2 separate regions of the Mus musculus genome follow, and region 2 is linked to region 1. The links are chromatin contacts, called in public ChIA-PET maps. All regions are on one chromosome and are shown on one strand. The core of a region is the stretch at or near the end of the contact, and the rest is flanking DNA. Distances in the headings are between cores, read along the strand shown. Region 1 has its middle 13 kb from the start of Gm39773. Region 2 holds the start of Surf6 (surfeit gene 6).

The links. ChIA-PET counts read pairs in DNA pulled down with a chosen protein or histone mark.
Region 2: a contact with region 1 is called in an RNA polymerase II ChIA-PET map of memory CD8 T cells, with 450 read pairs. The contact joins the promoter of Surf6 here to the enhancer-like site in region 1. A contact is called at or near these places in 2 of 484 Hi-C or Micro-C datasets (both in bone marrow-derived macrophages), 7 of 115 datasets of contacts at active chromatin or transcription factors (the SCID.adh cell line, bone marrow-derived macrophages, effector CD8 T cells and 2 more) and 3 of 9 other capture datasets (adipose tissue, macrophages and pancreatic islet).

Annotation. Positions count from the first base shown.
Region 1 is chr2:26,742,086-26,746,858 of GRCm38.p6, reverse strand. No RefSeq gene overlaps it. Among named protein-coding and RNA genes, the nearest start is that of Gm39773, 13 kb to the right of the region's middle. Within about 2 kb of position 2,373, at least 73 of the 459 cell types and tissues checked have an H3K27ac peak or open chromatin away from gene starts, as enhancers often do. A contact at or near this core is called in adipose tissue, bone marrow-derived macrophages, effector CD8 T cells and 2 more, where this site is marked.
Region 2 is chr2:26,900,783-26,905,555 of GRCm38.p6, reverse strand. Surf6 (surfeit gene 6) reads left to right here and starts at 2,669. Exons shown (of 5, transcript NM_009298.4): 1 at 2,669-2,862. The coding sequence starts at 2,769. Med22 (mediator complex subunit 22) reads left to right here. Exons shown (of 4, transcript NM_001033908.1): 4 at 1-289.

The DNA.
Region 1 (4,773 bases), core at 1,124-3,623:
GAGGATATAGTCATTCTCTTCCATGCAGCCATACCTCTGCTCCCAGGTCACTTCTTGCTATATCCTTCAGATTATTGAGAAAGCCTCCACTGGAGCAATATCTTTATTGGAACCTGCATATATTTGTGTCTGTTATAACATCTCTCCAGTCCTGCCCAAACCAATAGCTTTTCCAAATTCCTGATACAAAGTCAAAGACCATTTGAAGCCACATTGTGGGGTGTAGCATCAAATGAACTTGTAGCATATCGTATACCCTACAGGACTGTAGAATGATGTGATCTTTGGGGTTTGACATATGCTGGGTCCCATAGGTCCTCAAACTTGTCATAGAGCTTCTGGGAGCTTACAGGAGAATTCATGAGAATACACCGAATCCAGAATGGCTGAATAATACTTTACTTGGGTTTGGAGTAGATAGAGGGTCCTAGCAGGAGTGTGGTCAAGTGGGAAGTGTGTATCCAGGACGAGAGCATCTTGAAGGGCGTGTCTCAAAGCTGTGATATACATGGAGCACACTACTCCAGGAAAGGTATTACTATGCATTAATGTATAGTTGGCTTAGGATTTGCCCTTCTGAGGGGGGATTTGTGACAGGAAGAGAAACAGAGGTGAAATCTGTTTCTTCTACCATGAGAATAGCAATCAGAGTGTGGTTCATAGGAAACAGATACCAATCATGGGCCTTCCTTCCCACAGGTACCGGGAAGACACTGCTGGGCAAGCATGGTCCTCAAGAACAATATGTTGCCTTGACTACGCAGCTTACTAAGCATCTCTTGTGGATGTGTTCAGTGGGCGAGGAGGACACATAGGAACTATGGCATGGGAAGGATTCTAGGAATAAAAGGACAGTTTTCCAAGTGTCCTGGGTATTTTGATTGGGGACACATCCTTGAAAGGACACTCATACCTAGACATGCAGTGTCTTTCTTATCTCAATATCCAAGCAAATAGACTGCAGAACTCCAGGTACTGAGGAGTCTGCTCTGTCTGTCTTAAGGTTTTTCCAGGAGTTAAACTTAACAATTGTGATCGTCATGGAAGCAAGCAAACAAACAAAACCCTAGAAGAAACAAAACTCAGAGCTACAGAGTTGCGTTGAGTATTGATCCAAAACACATCATACCTGTTGTATTCATAATTAATAAATCCTGGTTTCGGTTAGCTTTCTAACTTAATGGTTTATGTTCCCAAATAAAGGATACACACACACACACACACACACACACACACACAGCCTTTATATTTTATTATGTCTAATGCAGCACAAAAGTTGGGCATTTGCCTAGCCTCCACGCTGCTAGAATCTACCTCCTGCCAATAATTCCGAGTGACTACTTCTAAATTTCGTGTTCTATCTTGGCTGTTATAGACCCAGTTGGGCAGCCCTCTGTGCCATGCTCTTCAAGCTCCTTCACATGGTGGCTAATACCTCTCTGCCCTGCATTATTCTCAGGCATGGCATTTCTCCTCTCCTCCACACTCTCTGTCCATGGTGGATCTCCTTCTTCGTCTCTTTCTCCTGGTCCCAAGCTCCAGAAAACCTAAAATTCTGCCTCTGTCTGTCCTCCCCAGCTATTGCTTGCTGCCATCTTTATTTACCAATCAGAACCAACTAGGGCAGGTTCCCAGAAGCTACTTGCAGACCCTCTCATGCAAGCAGGGTTTTGGGGGAACATGATTAGAATTCATAATACAAGCAACTACACACACCTTCAGCTAAGATGACATCATGACCAAGATCTGAAGCATGGCTCTGTTATCCTTGTGATGGAACATGAGGGCAAATGGTAACACAAAGAGACAGTCGAGGCCAGGCGGTGGTGACTCACGCCTTTAATCCCAGCACTCAGGAGGCAGAGGCAGGCAGATTTCTGAGTTCGAGGCCAGCCTGGTCTACAGAGTGAGTTCCAGGACAGCCAGGTCTATACAGAGAAACCCTGTCTCAAAAAAAAAAAAAAAAAAAAAAAAAAAAAAAAACAAAAAACAAAAAGAGAGAGAGACTGGAGACATGGAGAAACAAAAAGGTCATTTAGAGTAATGGCTGACATGGGGTAAAGGTAGAGTCAACTTTACTTAATTAGAGGAAAGCATGGCCACTTTTAGTGGACTAGCTTGTGATCTCTAAAATCACCTGCTTGCCTTTCTACTCAAGCACAATGAATTTTTTCTTGTTGAAAACCTTTCTGCCCCATTTTTTGCTTTGGGTTTTCCCCTGTGGACAGAAGCAAGATGAACAGAGGAATCCTGACTACACAGCTCTGCAGTGAGCCAGTGGAAATTCCCAGAGGAGGAAGCACTGAGTGTAGAAAAGGAAGTAGTGTAATTTGGGTGTGTCTAGATCTAGTTATGTTTCAGGAACTTGTGGTTCTTGAGTGGTCTTACAAGGATTGCCACATAGCAACATTGGAGACCACAGTCATCTGAAAAGCTTCACACAGCACGTCTGTTGTCTCTCTCTGTTCTTTTAGAACATTCTTATTCTAAGTTATATGTGGGACCATGAAAGGCAGCCTGTTATGGTTGAGCGAGGCTTGCTCTGGAGACCCAGTAGAAAACTCTACAAGGGACAGAACAGTGAGCCATGTTCCCAGAGGCAGGTGCCTGACACCACAGAGCCCCCAACTCCATAATTCTGTGACTATCAGCCACACAGACAAAGTCCCAAGCTCCTGGCATTCTAGCTAGACCCCATCCCTTTTAAAAAAATTTTTTATTAGATATTTTCTTCATTTACATTTCAAATGCTACCCCAAAAGTCCCCTATACCCTTCTCCTGCCCTGCTCCCCTACCCACTCACTCCCACTTCTTGGCCCTGGTGTTCCCCTGTACTGGAGCATGTAAAGTTTGCAAGACCAAGGGGCCTCTCTTCCCAATGATGGCTGACTAGGCCAGCTTCTGGTACATATGCAGCTAGAGACACAAGCTCTGGGGGTACTGGTTAGTTCATATTGTTGTTCCACCTATAGGGCTGCAGACCCCTTCAGCTCCTTGGGTACTTTCTCTAGCTCCTCCATTGGGGGCTCTGTGTTCCATCCAATAGATGTCTGTGAGCATCCACTTCTGTATTTGTCAAGCACTGGCATAGCCTCACAGGAGACAGCTATATCAGGATCCTTTCAGCAAAATTTTGCTGGCATATGCAATAGTGTCTGCGTTTGGTGACTGATTATGGGATGGACCCCCAGGTGGGGTAGTCTCTGGATGGTCCATCCTTTCGTCTTAGCTCCAAATTTTGTCTCTGCAGCTTCTTCCATGGATATTTTATTCTCTATTCTAGGGAGGAATGAAGTATCCACACGTTGGTCTTCCTTCTTGATTTTCTTGTGTTTTGAAAATTGTATCTTAGGTATTCTAGGTTTTGGGCTAATATCCACTTATCAGTGAGTGCATATCATGTGTATTCTTTTGTGATTGGGTTACCTCACTCAGGATGAAATCCTCCAGATACATCCATTTGCCGAAGAATTTCATAAATTCATTGTTTTTGATAGCTGAGTAGTACTCCATTGTGTAAATGTACCACATTTTCTGTATCCATTCCTCTGTTGGGGGACATCTGGGTTCTTTCCAGCTTCTGGCTATTATAAATAAGGCTGCTATGAACATAGTGGAGCATGTGACCTTATTACCAGTTGGAACATCTTCTGGGTATATGCCGAGGAGAGGTATTGCTGGATCTTCCGGTAGTACTATGTCCAGTTTTCTGAGGATCCGCCAGACTGATTTCCAGAGTGGTTGTACAAGCTTGCAATCCCACCAGCAATGGAGGGGTGTTCCTCTTTTTCCACATCCTTGCCAGCATCTGCTGGCTAGACTCCATCCTTTCAGTTATCTGACAATAGCTAGGTATGCTCCTCCCCACAGCTTCCCTGCAACTACAAGATAGCCCAGCTCACAATAAAAGGGGCTGCTTAGCCTCTCCTCTCTCTCTTAAGCTCTCACCTTTTTTACTCTCATCTCTAGCTCTCCTTTTCCCACTCCCTTCCCCCCTTCTCTCCACGTGGCCATGGCCAGCCTCTCTCTTTCTCTCTGTCTTTCTACAATAAAGCTCTAAAATCATAGACTGTCTCTGTTCATCAAGGCCCACCATACTTGAATGATGGAATAAGTTCTCACCTAAAGAGCTGTGTCTAACCTCATGCTGTAAGGCTTCCCTGTGCTCCAGCAATGGACAGGACCAAGGACTGTTGCCCATGTGGGAACCACCCAGTGCCCCCTCTCTCCTTGTCTTCTCCTCTCTTTGGCCCGGGGATGACTGAGCCACCCCTGGGGCCTCCACTTTGTTCTCAGCTCTTCTGCAGTGTCCAGCGGCATCTGGGATGCAGACTAAGAACCTGTTATATCTGGCCTCAGTGAGGCCCAGAGACCCTGGACTTCCCATTGTCTATCCCCTCGAGCTAGGGTCTGTGGCTTTCCACAGCCAGACACCCATCCGGGGCTGCATGAAGAGCATGCCTCAGTCCTCCTCGTCTGCCCGCCCAGAGCACTGGAACTCTGGTGAACACAGGTTTTCTCCCACTCCCTTTATTCCCCCACACCCGCTGCCCAACAGTTATCTCATTCCTCTCCTTTCTCACCTATAACCATTAGCTATATATATACTCAATGATTTTTCAAGCTCCTAAAAAGTAAGATCTGTGTTTCACTCTTTATTTCAGACACTAAAAAGGTTCTAGCCACATAAAGGAGTCATGAATCTGTGTCCACAAATGTGAAGTTGCTCCATCAAGGATCAGGGTTTCATCTCCAACGAAGAAACTCTAGTG
Region 2 (4,773 bases), core at 1,420-3,919, 160 kb before region 1:
ATTGAAGACCTTGAATAGGGAGGGTGGTTGGTGATAGGAAGACAGCCTCAGTTTGTTTAGAATTGTGAGGTATTCAGTGGACCTTAGTCAAGTCCAGTTACCCATCCTTAGGTTCAGGTTCTATAGAGAGCCCTGTCCACTGCCTGCTGCCTGGAGCATAAATGTCTCTGCCACAGCTGACTGTCCAAGATTGTGTGAGAGGCAGCTAGCCAGGGTGTCTTCCTGGATTCTCCCACCATTTCCTTCTGCTACTTTTGAGATGAGACTGTTGAATAAAACATTAGCTTTTTGTGCTGTTGTCTGTCTTTCTTGATTAGTCCAAGATTGCCCTTGGGTTCCTTGAGTAACAGCCCCTCCTTTTTTTTTTTTTTTTTTTCTTATAAAAGTGGCATGGCACTTTTTATTTTTACAACCAGAAAATAAGTCCCAAATTCTCAGTTCAGAGGCTGTAGTTGAACAACAGAAAGGGGGTAAACAGGTACCAGGTAAGACTGGGGGCCCTGGCCCGCTCAGCCCAGAGAACCCCAGGTAGCTAGCACAGAAGTTCTAAGTCTAGTAGTGTCCTCTGCTCTGGTCACTTCTCCTTCAGGGGCTCAATTTAGCCACTTGGACTCCAGTTCGGGGCTGCCCTGAGATGGGGCTGGGGTGGTAAACAACCCCTGATCACAGGTAGTATGGGCTGTGGGACAGGTGCAGGCCCAAAGATGTCTCTGTAGTAACAGGTGTCAAAATCAGGGCTGAACACTGTTATAATGGAAATAAAGAGTCCAGATGGGGGCTTCCAGTTTCCCTACCATGCCTCTGGGGTGGAAGAAGAGCCCTTAGAGGTGGGGAAGCAGCCACTGAGCCACCACCCCTTCACATCTCTCATGTGGCTGGAGGATCTTCAAGTAGACACTAGCATCATCCCACAGCCAAGAAAACTGTGACCTGAAACCTGGCCAACCAAACCCACAGTGTGGCCGAGTCACCTAAGCCACTGTGCTCAGGGCAGGGAATACTACATTGATGGGAAGAGGGAGTAAGGGGGAGATGGGAGAGTGAGGCCTAGGCTGGCACTTCATCACACATGTCCACCACATACAGGCATACATATACACACCATTCACACCTGCACACATGCGTGAGAGACTCAGAGATGCAAAGACAGTGTTGGCAATAGAGACACCAAAAGACGCCGAGGGATTCCAACAGCTCCAAGTCCTTAGAGTGGCTGGGTAACCTCTCCCAGGAGTTGTCCATCACAAAGCAGCGCATGTGAGGAGCACAGTAACACCAAGAGGCCTGACACCCATGGAGGGAACAGTGGGACGGCCCCTCCTTATATAGCTTTGGGTTCCTGGCATCTAGTAAATCCGTGACATAAAATAAATGGATGAAGAATCCGCTAGTACTGCAAGCTATATGACTGCAGCACCTGTACCTTTGATGCCACCTATTTTTGCCATCCTACTTAGAGCTATCATGCCTGCATCTTAGAAGGACTGGCCTTGGGCTTGGAAAGGCTGAGGTGTCTTGCTCAGAAGCGAAGATCTTAGAAACCGGGAGCTCAGACCCCATTGCCCCTCAGTACCAGGCTCACGGCTGACATACAGAAACCATGGTTCTCGGGCAGGTATGTGCATTCAGCCTGTCACTCCTGACTACCATCAGCATGCCTCATCCATGGTTGTAGTCCTGGGTCTATAAGGAACATAGGCTGGTCACCAGGTGACCCAGCACCTACAATAGCCAAAAAGAACATAGCACTGGAATGTGTAGCTAGGGGCAAGTCACTGCCCCAGTGAGGGAGTTTTCCAGCAGTGATGCCAAAGCAGTGTTAACTGTTGGAAGAGCTTGTAAGTGCCCTGGAGAAAGCTTAGCCACCTAGTGAAAGACAGTGTTTTATTGTTTAGTCAATTCTGTCGTTCACATTTAAAAGCGAAACTTCTCCTTTAAAGGGCACCATTGTCTTTCCTCTGCTTGCGTGGCCAGGGCCAGAGCTCCCTGGAGATACTGCTTGGGGATTTAGTGTTCTAGAAATTCAGAGTCACAAGTGATGTAAGTTGTGTGTCACCTTTTTTCATGAACTTCTGAGTTGCTGGGTCACACCCAAAAAACTACCGGGCAGGCTCTTCTTTGGGCTTGCCTTTCCCTTCATTTCCTCATAAGTAGCTTTAACGCCATCTGCAAGTAGTTTCTTATTCCTAAGGGCTCATCACCATTGAGATTCATTGCTACCGCATGTAATCTAAGATCCACGCCATACTCAGGTCTCTAGTTGTGGCCCACGTCTTTTTATACCTGATTGCGTTTTGCTCTGTGTGGCGGGAGTGGCAATAGGATGCTGGGCATCCCCTGCAGGCGGGGTTCTGACCTTCAGTCCAGCAGTAGGGAAAGAGCTATAGTAGCCCAGGTCTGCCCGGCCCTGAGGGCTTCAAGCTCGGTGGGAGCCCAGCCCTCTCAGGTTACAGGCTCCATTTTCAGAGAAACGCCTCCAGATTGAGGAGTAGCCGGCCCGTCAGGCATGGCTAATTGAGCTCCGAGAGGAAAGCAGCTGCTAGCGGATTTACACTGTGGCTTCCGGGGCTGGCTGGCTGGTTTGCTAACCTGGAGTTTAGATTACGGCTAATCCTTGGGGGTGGCTTCCGGTGCTCCAGGCTGCGTCTGCGCATAAGATACTTCCGGCGGGGTCACGCCGCTCTACTGGTGGTACCTGCGTGTACGGAGCTTCCGGCGGGGCTCCACCGCGGGAGCTTCCTATTCTGGTCCCAGCCTTGGTTGGCAGCATGGCTTCTCTCCTGGCCAAGGATACCTATCTTCAGGACTTGGCCAAGAAGATCTGCGCGCAGCCTGGCCCTGAACGACAGAGGAGCACATGGGGTAAGGCATCCGGCTCGAGCAGCTTTTGGGAGCAGACGCCGTCAGTAAGGAGCCCGCTGTCCTAGGTCGGGGCCGGACCCCCCGCAAGGGATATGAGTTCGAGCGGGTGGGTACTCGCGGGGACAGCAAAAGCTTGAGCTCTGGGCCCTGAAGGAGTGGGAGGCAGTTAGGAAATTACCAGACTCGAACGGAAAGAAAATCGGGCTTGCTACTACAAGTGTGAAGAGTTTTCTTACTGGCGTGTGTGTTTTTCAGCCCTTGTCTGTGAATGTGTTTCTTGTGTTGAAAGAACGCACACTCCATTCTTGGCTGTTTAGTTTAAAGCGCTAACATTTCCTTATCTTTGGAAGTGGAAGCAAGTCTTAAATCATAAAATGTTAATTGCGTCTGGGCCTGGTTGGTAGGGAGGCTGAGGAGAAAGACCTCGAGGTCAAGACCCGCCTGCCTGTCAGGACTACAGGATGTGATCACCTCTGCATGAGCAACTTCAGGAAACTCTCCGAAAGTAAAAGGAGCGGGTGGAGATATGGCTCAGTGGTTAAGAGCACTTGCTACTTTTGCATAGGACCCAGATTTGGTTCCCAGCAGCTACATGGCAGCTGACACCAGCCCCTAATTCCAGTTCTAGGGACTCATTAACACTCTTCTGGCTCTCAGTGGCACCAGGGATGGTCTTGATGCACAGACATACTTACAAACAGCACTCATAAAAGTAAACGAGTCTGGGAGGCACAGGTGGGAGGTGGTCTGCAAGCCTTTTAACACCAGCACTTGGCAAACAAGCAAGAAAGATTACTGTGAATTCCAGATGGCCAGGACTGCATACTGAGACCCCTTTTATTTGTTTGCTTGTTTGGAGACAGGGTTTCTCAGTGTAGCCTTGGCTATCCTGGAACTTGCTCTGTAGACCAGGCTGGCCTTGAATTCAGATTCACCTGTTTCTGCCTCCCAGGTGTGCCACCACCGCCTGGCTTAAGATCATGTGTTAAAAACAAACAAACAAACGGAGCTGGAGAGAGGGTGCAATAGTTCTGTGTATCTACAGCTCTTAGGAGAGGACCAGATTGTTCCCATCAGCCACCCTCATTTATGGTGCACATGATTAAAATGTAATAAATTTACCAAAAGAAAAAGGAGGTTTGGAAGTATGATTTAGTGTTGGAGTACTTGCCTAATGTGTGTGAGAGCTGTTGTGTGGTATCATGTAGGAAGACACATGAGTACCTGCTCAGCCAGGACACACATGCTGCACGTGAGCACAATGAAGCATTTGGTCTGGAGCCCATTTAGAATGATGGTGGCCTGTAAACATGGGTTTAGGTTTCCCCAAGTCCCATTTTCCAAGGGAAAATATTCCTTGAAGTAGTTTCTTGAAGTTTGACAGAACGAAGAAAGTCAAAGCAGGTTTAAAATACATTAGAGTGTATACCAGGTCATATAGCAAAATGACAGCTTTCTTTAGGACTAGATGCTGATGGCAGTTCCTCCCGTCCCCCAAACAGGGCTTCTCTGTGTAGCTTGTAATGTCCTGGACCCTGTAGACCAGGCTGGCCTTGAATTTACAGAGATTAGTCTGCATCTGCCTCTGAAGTGGAGTGCTGGGATTAAAGGTGTGCCTGGTGCTGATAGCATTCTTAATTTTTAGGTTGGCCTGCTAAGTGAGTATATTCCAAAACGTTTATTATCTATTAGTCACATGGAGGAGTCAGTCTGCAGACAGCTTCTTTCCAGGAAATCTCTGGCAGAACCAAAGGCAGAATACTGCTGAAGTCCAGAGAGGCAAATGAATTGAGCCTTATGGGGTGACTCACAGGAGTGGAAATGATTCAAACACAGCTTTACCACCAAAGTCTACCCCAGCATGGGTGATGGATCACAAAAGCTGGAAACCTGAAGTGCACTGCACAACTT